Regions from separate parts of the Gossypium arboreum genome. Here region 1 is linked to region 2. A link is a contact called in public Hi-C data. All regions are on one chromosome and are shown on one strand. Each heading gives the region's core, a stretch centred on a gene start, on an enhancer-like site or on the middle of the called end of the contact. The rest is flanking DNA. Distances are from core to core; before and after follow the strand shown.

Region 1 (4,696 bases), core at 1,069-3,568, 130 kb after region 2:
AAGTGATTTTAAATAAGTCTTCATTTATTGCATTTCATTAATGATGTAATGAAGTATTAATCAAAGCATCAAACAGATAACACTAATGGCTAAAATAATTTTTTTTGGATTTGAGTGAATAAAACAAAAACACACTAATAGTTATATATGACTATGGTGTAGTTTACCTAAATTTAAATCTAAAGACTAAACCTCTTTTAGAAGAAGACCGAACAAAGTAAAATCTATTGAATATTGTTAAAGCTTAATGATCATGCAATATGCATAAGTTTCAATAACAACACCGTCAAAGCATCGATCAAGCACATACTGAAGCCCACAATAATTGCACAAGTATCTACCATATTTGCACACATCACACCCTACGCTTAGATGTGCACAAACTTCTACCACCAATCCATTACTGTCCTTCACCAACATGCCTAAGAGGTCAGCCTAATCTTGCTCATCAAAGGCTTCATTTGTATTAATCTTCATCACATTTTCCTTTTGCACTTTTCATCGAACAAGTCGTAGCCTATGAGGTAAGATAATGTGTCAAATCAAGATATAAATAAAAAAAATCAAAATGCATACTTCTTACTTTCTTAGAGATAATTTTTACTTTCTTAATGCCTTAAAGGACACAAAACAACCCCTCATCGTATGCACCGCATCCTTTATAGTTTACCTAAATTTAAAACTAAAGACTAAACCTCTTTTAGAAGAAGACCAAACAAAGTAAAATCCATTGAATATTGTTAAAGCTTAATGATCAGGCAATATGCATAAGTTTCAATAACAACACCGACAAAGCATTGATCAAGCACATACTGAAGCCCACAATATTTGCACAAGTATCCATCATATTTACACACATCACACTCTACGCTTAGATGTGCACAAACTTCTACTACCAATCCATTACTGTCCTTCACCAACATGCCCAAAAGATCAGCTTGATCTTGCTCATCAAAGGCTCCATTTGTATTAATCTTCATCACATTTTCCTTTTGCACTTTTCATCGAACAAGTCGTAGCCTATGAGGTAAGATAAGGTGTCAAATCAAAATATAGATGAAAAAAATCAAAATGCATACTTTTTACTTTCTTAGAGATAATTCTTACTTTCTCAATGCCTTAAAGGACACAAAGCAATCCCTCATCGGATGCACCACATCCTCCCTAAGCGCAGCACACCATTGGCATCTAAAATAATTAGAAATCAAAGTAAAAGCAATCTATGTTGTAGTGGGAAGTATTCCATGCCTTGCCTGTCAAGCAAACAATTTGATGTTTTTTCCTTCCACACATTTCTCCAATAATATTTACACAGAACCAATAGACCTTAATAAAAGCTAATTGTACATTGTTTTAGCGGTGAACAAGACTCAGTTCAATTTAAAAAATATTAAATTTCGAGTTAATTGAATCGAGTTATTTGATATTTTTGAGCCAAATCGTATAAGTAATTTGAGTTTAGAGTTGGAGTCGTATCGAACTTTGGCGTAAGTACCCCTTTGGTCCCTACCCAATTTTGAAAATGAACAAATTGATCACTCTCAACAAAAATTTAAAAATTTTCAAAAAAAATCAAATTAATTTATAAAAATCTAAATATTTATAAAAATTCAACAATTTATATTTTTAAAAATTATAAAATAAAAAATAAAATTCTAAAGAATATATAAAAAAGTTTAAAAATTCTAAAATAATAGTTTTGAGACCTAAATAAGTAAATTAACTATTTAAGTTTATCATACTAAAGTATTTTTCTCTTATTTTGTTTTAAAATAGTTTTCAAATATATATAATTTCAAATTTGAATAAATCTCAAAATTACACATAAAGTTTAATTTGGTACCATTATACACGTGAAACTCGGTTAATCCTAATATTAAATTAAATGAAAAAGATTATATTAGCATAGACATATTATAATTGTAAAGTAAAAATAAAGTCAAATATTTAGAATTTATTTTCTTTTTGCTATAGTTTTCAAAATTAAATCATATTAAATAAGTTCATTGGATGAATTAAATTAAATATTAGATGAAATATCATTCCAGAATAATATGTTAGATTAATTGACTTACGAATCTATATATAACAAATGAAATTTCTTATATAAATTTTTAAAATTTTAATCGAATAAATGGAATTAATGAAGTAATAATTTAATGCACTCGACCACCAATTTTATTATGAAAAACAACTTCAAATAAATTTCAAGACCATTAAAAAAAGACAACAGGGCAACGCTGGAATTTCCTTAGAAAAAGATGTTATTGTGTAGGTGTGATACAGGTGATTATTACCATGTCAAAGACAGCCCCATTAGACCCCTCTTCAAAAGTGCCGAACTCCTATATAACTCTTCTCTCTCCATCTCTTGTACTGTTTCTGTCTTCAAAACGCCTCGAAAGATCTAATCTTTCACCTTCTTCTAAACTCTTCAAATAAGGCAAAGAAAAAAAAAAACACCCAAAAAGGTAAACTTTATTTATTATTTTTAATTAAATTTTGTAGCTTTTGTTTTTGACTTTCATAGTTTTGATCTAGTTTTGAATTGTTTTCCTGCCTTTTTCCTAATACACTGAATAGATCATTCGTCTAATCCCACCTTGTTTATATGCTTTCTTCTTTGTTTTTGCTTTAATTATTGTGGGTTTTGCTTGGGAATTTTCAGGTTCGAATAAGTTTTTAGTTTTTTTAATGTTTTTTGGTGTTAAAAAATTTCTTGGTTTTAATCAATTATCATGAACTTGAAAGATAAGAAAAAGAAAAAAGATGGTGGGAATTTCTCTGGGTTTTCAATTCCATGACTTGTTTCGGAATTTCTCGCGGAATTTCTGTTGTTACTGTTTATAAATTATTAGTTTTCATGGTTTTTTTTAGTTCCCAGTGGTTTTTGAAACGCATTAATCTCTTGGCATTTGATTTTATATACTTTGATGTATGTACAATCAAACTAGTGCAATATATTCATATTGTTTATCATGTTTCATAACTTGGATCCGTTGACTATGTAATTTGCAGATGAAAATCGGGTTCCTTGTATTTGTAGCTGTTGCATTGCTAGCATTCTTGTGTAGCCTGAATGCCGTGTATGGAATTAGATTCGTAATTGATAGAGAAGAATGCTTCTCTCACGATGTTAAGTATGAAGGGGATACAATTCATGTGTCGTTTGTTGTCATCAAGGCTGATTCAACTTGGCATAATAGTCATGAGGGTGTTGATCTGGTGGTAAGCTTCCTCTTCTCCTTATTACGGCTAATTTGGTTTCGACATTGTCATTCGTTCCTTATGCTTCAACTGCTAGCATGTAGTTCAGTTTCTTACTTAGGGCATAGTTAAGAGTGTGAACTGCAAGAGAATAGTATTTTAGAATTGGTGATCTTGTGGATCTAAATCAGATCTGACTCCTCTATTACTTATACTGATTATGAGCCCTTTTCTCAAAGTCCAAAATCGAATTTGAAATTATAGTTTGTATTACATGAAAAACATAAGTTTCTAGTCCATCAACAATATACTCTTGTATTGGACAAGAAATGGAAACAGATTCCAAATTTTCCACTTTTAGGAACCTATCAGCTGCTAAGGCGATTATTAGGGGTTGTTCTTTCTCTACAAAGTTCCATGGTGCTTTAGGTGGTAATAAGTCGTCTTGATCTGAATAAGTTGGATTCTGAAAATAGGGTCATAAAATTTTTTACTTATAGTGCTTTCAAGTCAAACGATAAGATGAATATAAAGATTCTCTTTTTCTTTTGAATTGCCTATTTGCATAAATTTTTCAGGAACTCAAATTTAACAATCTTATTTTGCTTCCTACTTGTTGCGATTATTAGGTGAAGGGACCTACCGGTGATCAGATTCAAGACTATCGAGACAAGATAAGTGAGAAATTTGAGTTTGTTGCTCATCAGAAAGGAATACACCGTTTCTGTTTCAGTAATAAATCTCCTTACTATGAAACGGTTGACTTTGATGTACATGAAAGTCATTTTACATACTATGATCAGCATGCAAAGGATGGTGAGTCGTTTTCTGTTTGCTTTTATGTTTCTCTTTTGCTGTCGAACCTTTAATATAAAGAGTACTGAGTGCTGTTCTTATGCTTCTCTGCAGAGCATTTCAACCCTTTGTTAGAGCAAATATCTAAGTTAGAGGAAGCTCTTTATAACATCCAGTTTGAACAGCACTGGTTAGAGGCTCAGACAGAACGTCAGGCAATAGGTATATTCGTATTAAACTTTTTTTTATTTTTAATTACAGACAGCTGTGGACGATGTTCCGTCTTTGATACCTTTGAGACTTGTGTATCTGTTACCATACCTTCAAACTCATAGGTAGCTGAAGCCTTTACTTTGAATCAATTCGAGACAATTGTTAGATTCAATTGTGAATTACAATAAAGTGTCACTTCGTTATGTTTTAAAACTTATATGATTTAGGTTGCTAGACTATGTTTATTAGATACTTTAGACTTGTATGCTAGGAGTCACTTTTTGACATATTTTGCTCACTGAATGGCTGAAAAGTTTGTTTCGATACATGTAAATATGCATTTTTTTTTTTTTTTATAAATCATAGAAGTAATCTAAGCTTTGTTGCATATCATGAGGATGAAAAAGAATTTAGGTGAAACCATTCTTTTTTTTGGTCAAGACTCGGCTAGAACTAGATGACATGGGTTCAAATCTAGTCA
Region 2 (5,087 bases), core at 1,016-3,515:
ATATAAGAGTCATAAGGATAAGACTGTATCTTATTAATCTTGAGTTGAGGATTCACAATTTTAGTGGAAAGAGATGTAACCTAGTTGAACTAAGAGACTAGTTTGCTTCCTTTAAGGTAATCAAGTCAAACAACTTCTTAAAATCTAATTTAAACTCAATTTGAAATCATCCAACTTATCCTCCATGTGATGCTCCACATGTTGTTACATTTCTTGTTGAAAATAGGTGAATCTTTATGGAACTTACTACCATGTGTATCAACCATGATTAAAGTTTTGATACCAATTGATACGAGCCTTCAAATCTTTGTAAAAGAAAAGGAACATAAAGAAGGAAAAACTAAAAGGGAGAGAGAAATAAAAGAAATTCAGTAAAAAAAAAAAAACCTTTCTTATCCTTGTCAATTTTGAAATTGAGCAAATTGGTCCCTCTAGAAAATCGAAACAATTTAATCCTTTTCAATTTTGAAAATGAGTAATTAAGGACAATTAATCACAACATTAATATCTTTGGTCAATTATACATAATTTTGATTGGTATAACAACACATTTAACTTGATGTTTACATGTTTTGTCAATTTGATCTAAGTTCTTAAAGATTCAACAAATTTAGCCTTAACATTTACACATTTACATGAATGTTGCGAGCTAAATTTGTTAAATAATTACCAAATTGACAAAACGTGTAAAATTTAAGGGTTAAGTGTGTTATTATACCAATCAAAATTATGTACAACTAACAAAAAAAATTAATCTCATAATTAATTATACTTAATTACTGACTTTTGAATTTAACAAGAATTAAATTACTCTAATTTAAAAAAAGACCAATTTACTTAATTTGAAAGTTAAAAGAAACATTTTATATAAACCCAATTCTAATATTAGCACAAAACCTTTTACAACTCTTACCACACCTCAATCAAGGCCTACATTCACAAATCCAATTATGAAAAAAAAAGATAGCGAAACAATAAAATTTTAAAATATAATTATAAACGATTCGTATCAATATATATAATATAAAAATAGTGGGGAACATAAACCCTAATCAATCCAATACATGTGAATTACAATCACATGAAAATTCAAAAAAAAAAAAAACCAAGTTAAAATAATTTTGAGAAACATTAATTATATATATGACGTCAAACTATTCATGTGAAATGTTTGATGATGGAGCAAGCAACACATGGGAACATTCTTATTAATTAGCTTAATTATTGAAACTTGTTATTATTTATAAATAATATAGTGAGTGAGTGCAATTATGAACAAAGCTCAGCATCTATCCTGTATCTAATCTCTATATATTCTTTCTAAATAGTAGTGATGTGAACAAGTACATATGCCCCTCTCTCTCTCTTATTAGCCACACACAAACATAATTAGAAATATATATTGAAATGGAAAACATGCAATGAATGAAACTTCAAAGACATGCATTCTTTATATATACATATGATTCTATCCCCATAACCACATCACTTTACCTTTACCTTTTAATTGCACTACAAAGAAAGCATGTGAACCATTAAATTTGCTATTTAATTCAATTAATTTAGTTGATCTATACTAGTATAAGCAATTCCATATAACGAAAGAAAATAAGTTATAAATATAAACAGCTATAAAATCAATCAAATTTTAATCCATACGATTAGATTGGTGTTAGCTATATGACCAATACCTAATAAAAATATGTTAAAATAGTTATATGATAAACATAGATAAATTATAAAAATAATTTATTTTGTTTACCTCGATTTATATTTTAATTATTTATGTTTAAAATTTTATATTTTAGTCACTTACGTTATTGTCTTGTTATGAAGTAGTCACTTTACTGTTATCTCCCTAATGGTAGTCCTACGTGGTAATCTAAATGTATTTTAAAAGTCAACTTGGATGTCTAGTTGCTGAGATAAAGATAGGTTTTTAATTAAATAAATTTAATTTGGACTGGCACATAAGACATCAAAGTTGACATTTAAAATCTATTTGGACCGTCACGTAGGACCACTGTTAAGGAGGTAACGAAGCTCAACGGTAGAGTGACCACCTCATAACAAAATGATAACATAAGTGATTAAAACGTAATTTAAAACAAATAAAAATGACTATTTTTATAATTTATAAGTATTATCTCTTTCTTTATAAGTTTATGTAAGATAAAAACATGTCAAATATTGTAATAAAAAAGGACGGACTTCATACAAAAAGAAATCTATGACCTATATTGTTGAGGCAAAGGGTGAGCCATTAATCCAAAGTAAAACTAGAAACAAGTGGTATGGGGACGCATGCCCCTTTAGATGTGGCAAGGTCTAAGACAAGTACCCATCAATTCTTTTTTGTTTATATTGATTAATTTTTAAAATTAAAACCTTAATTGACCTTAGGCATAAATACTTCATATTTATAAGAATAATTTTTCTTTATATTTTTAACCGTTCACTTCATAAAAAGCAAACGATATTTTTCTTTAATAATATCTTTTAAAGCAGCTGCATTCGAAAAAAAAGAAAAAAAGTAAGGAACCCCAGATTTCAATAGTTTCGGTTTTTATTCTTTTTTTTTTTATTTCTTTCTAAAAAATGTTTTGCTCTTTTATTTACTTGCATCTCTTTTTGTGATTCTTAAGCTTAAATATTTAAACTCAAGCTATAAAGAGAGCAACAATGAGAACTGAGTAGCACTACAGCTTTGTTTTTAGTTAAAGTTTTAATTTTTGTTATCGAAGTTTTGTTCTTTACTATCTTTTTTTTTTTCTCTTCTTGTTCGTGAGAAAGGAAAAAGCAGAAAGCGAAAATGAGCAATGCTCATCAAGAAGCTATTAAGCAATTTCTTTCCTTGATGGAAACTGGTGAGATTAAAGGGGGAAAAAACCATTTCTGTGTTCTTGGGTTTCTTTTGTTTTGGTCTGTAAATCACTAACATTTTTCTTTTTGGGAAAATTTGGCCAACAGTTGATGAGCGAATGAAGAGCACATTTCAGGTTAGTCTTCTTCTTCTCTTCTTCTTTTTATTTAAATAATTGGGTGGTGAGATAATGAGCTGAAGAGAAAATAGAAAATACAGATTAGATTTTCCTTTTTCTTTTTGTAGTAACAATTAGGCAAGTTTCTTTTAGTTACTAGAACTTTTGCTTAGGACTTGATCTGATTGCTTGGTGTCATGCAATTTCATATTTAACTGTTTCTTTTCTGAGTTGATCCTGATCTATCTCTTGCTTGATTTATCTCAATTATAGTCTTCTTCTTTTTTTTTTTTTTTTTTTTTTTTGTTCTGTGAAGTTGTAGTTGCTTCTGTGTTGAACTTGGTCTCATTCTCAGTATTTAACTAGTTTCTGGGGTGTAGTTACTTAGTTGTGTACCTTGGCAAAGAGTTACTCAAATCTCGGTTACTACTAGCTTCTGGCATGACCTTTTTGATTAGTTACTGAAACATGATGTTATTCTTAAAATATTTGTAGATTACTTTTTCCAGGTTACCTATGCAAGTTCCTGCAAAATAAGTTTATTTATACCTAAGGAGAAACAAAAATATTAGTTGCCAAAATCAAGTATCTACAGATATAACTATACAAGTTGGATATCTAGATTTTAGCAGCGTCATAAAGTATCTAAGGCTAAGTGTGGTGTGTAGATAAATAAATTACTTACGAGTGTCTGTCCCAGTGCCACTACTTTTTACTGACATTTGAGGTGTCCTGAAGGAATTAAAATCTTTACAATGATCTATACCTGACATCTGGATAGGATAGATGAATACAGCCTTTTGCATTTCTGGTTTGTACTATGATCAGCTGAGGTTTTATTTAACGTTGGTTATCCCGGTCTGCAGAACATGCACCAAGGGTATCCAACTGAAACTTTAGTACGGTTTCTCAAAGCGAGAGATTGGAATGTTCAGAAAGCCCATAAAATGGTGAGATTCACCTGGTGCACTTAAGCTATAATTAAATGTTGTGCATCAAGTATACCATTTTTTTTTCTGTTTATTAAATCGTAATTTGTTCCCTGGTGCAGTTAATTGACTGCTTACAATGGAGAATTCAGAATGAGATTGACAACATATTAGCGGTGAGTTTTTCCTTTGAACCCTAATTGATTTCTTATATCTTTCGATTTATGATATTGCAAAACCATGTGTATATACTCTTATAGAGATCATACTGACTTGTGTGGTTGACTCAGCTGTAAAAAATAGCTTCAGCGGTAACTGATAAAATTTGTTCTGGCAATTGTTGATTCATGAGATAACTCATTTTACTTTTTCATTATGTAGAAACCAATTATCCCCACTGACTTATATAGAGCAGTTCGAGATTCTCAGCTTGTAGGATTGTCGGGTTACTCAAAAGAGGTATTTACTTATTCCATTGGGATATATCTTCATATTCATATTTATTGTGATTGTCCTGCAACTGGTTTTAGTAACTCATTTGTTTTGACGTGACAATATGTAGAATATATTGTTATTATGTATCCCTTTCTTTGGAAGGAAAACTTTTGTTACATTCGAAAGAGCTTCCTTGGTGATTAACTGCCTCATTCCTTCTGACATTTGCAGGGTCTTCCTGTCATTGCTATTGGTGTTGGGCTCAGCACATATGACAAAGCATCTGTAAGGACATCATATCTCATTGTATTTCTAAATTTGGCATTGCAGACTTTGGAGTCTGGTTTGATATTTGAAACGGTTGTTGAAAGAAATCATCCAAAGGCACACTATTGAGCTTTTAAGTACCCATATGTTTTTCTGCAAAAAGTTAACTTGTGTCCAGTATAATCTATTAGGACAAAGTTAGTTGTGTTTTATGTTTAAATGCACAAATACAAGACCTTAATTGAGGGCACAAGTTACTTGGAAATTGGCACCATTTTCTCCTGGAAATTGACCATAACTGCATTCTTTTTTCTCTTTCATTAACACTTTGTCCTTCTTGCGGACATGTTTAATTAATAATACTAGAAGAATTGGATACTTAATGTGTTAGAAAGGGAAAATTGTTGGGTGGAAGGCATCTTTTAGTACGAGCATGTGCTTCAGCATGCACTGTTGGGTTATTTCTATAACCCTT

Evidence for each region. A called contact is a pair of places that touch in the nucleus more often than the background predicts.
Region 1: a contact with region 2 is called in a Hi-C map of leaf, with 2.3 times the contacts expected there. The contact joins the promoter of LOC108483026 here to the promoter of LOC108483233 in region 2. A contact is called at or near these places in 2 of 5 Hi-C or Micro-C datasets (both in leaf).

What each region holds. Positions count from the first base shown.
Region 1 is chr1:108,445,248-108,449,943 of ASM2569848v2, forward strand. It overlaps LOC108483026 (transmembrane emp24 domain-containing protein p24beta2-like), which reads left to right and starts at 2,319. Exons shown (of 5, transcript XM_017786201.2): 1 at 2,319-2,471; 2 at 3,019-3,228; 3 at 3,837-4,023; 4 at 4,117-4,224. The coding sequence starts at 3,019.
Region 2 is chr1:108,311,620-108,316,706 of ASM2569848v2, forward strand. It overlaps LOC108483233 (SEC14 cytosolic factor-like), which reads left to right and starts at 2,266. Exons shown (of 12, transcript XM_017786514.2): 1 at 2,266-2,533; 2 at 2,794-2,867; 3 at 2,971-2,999; 4 at 3,848-3,931; 5 at 4,033-4,086; 6 at 4,292-4,369; 7 at 4,577-4,630. The coding sequence starts at 2,813.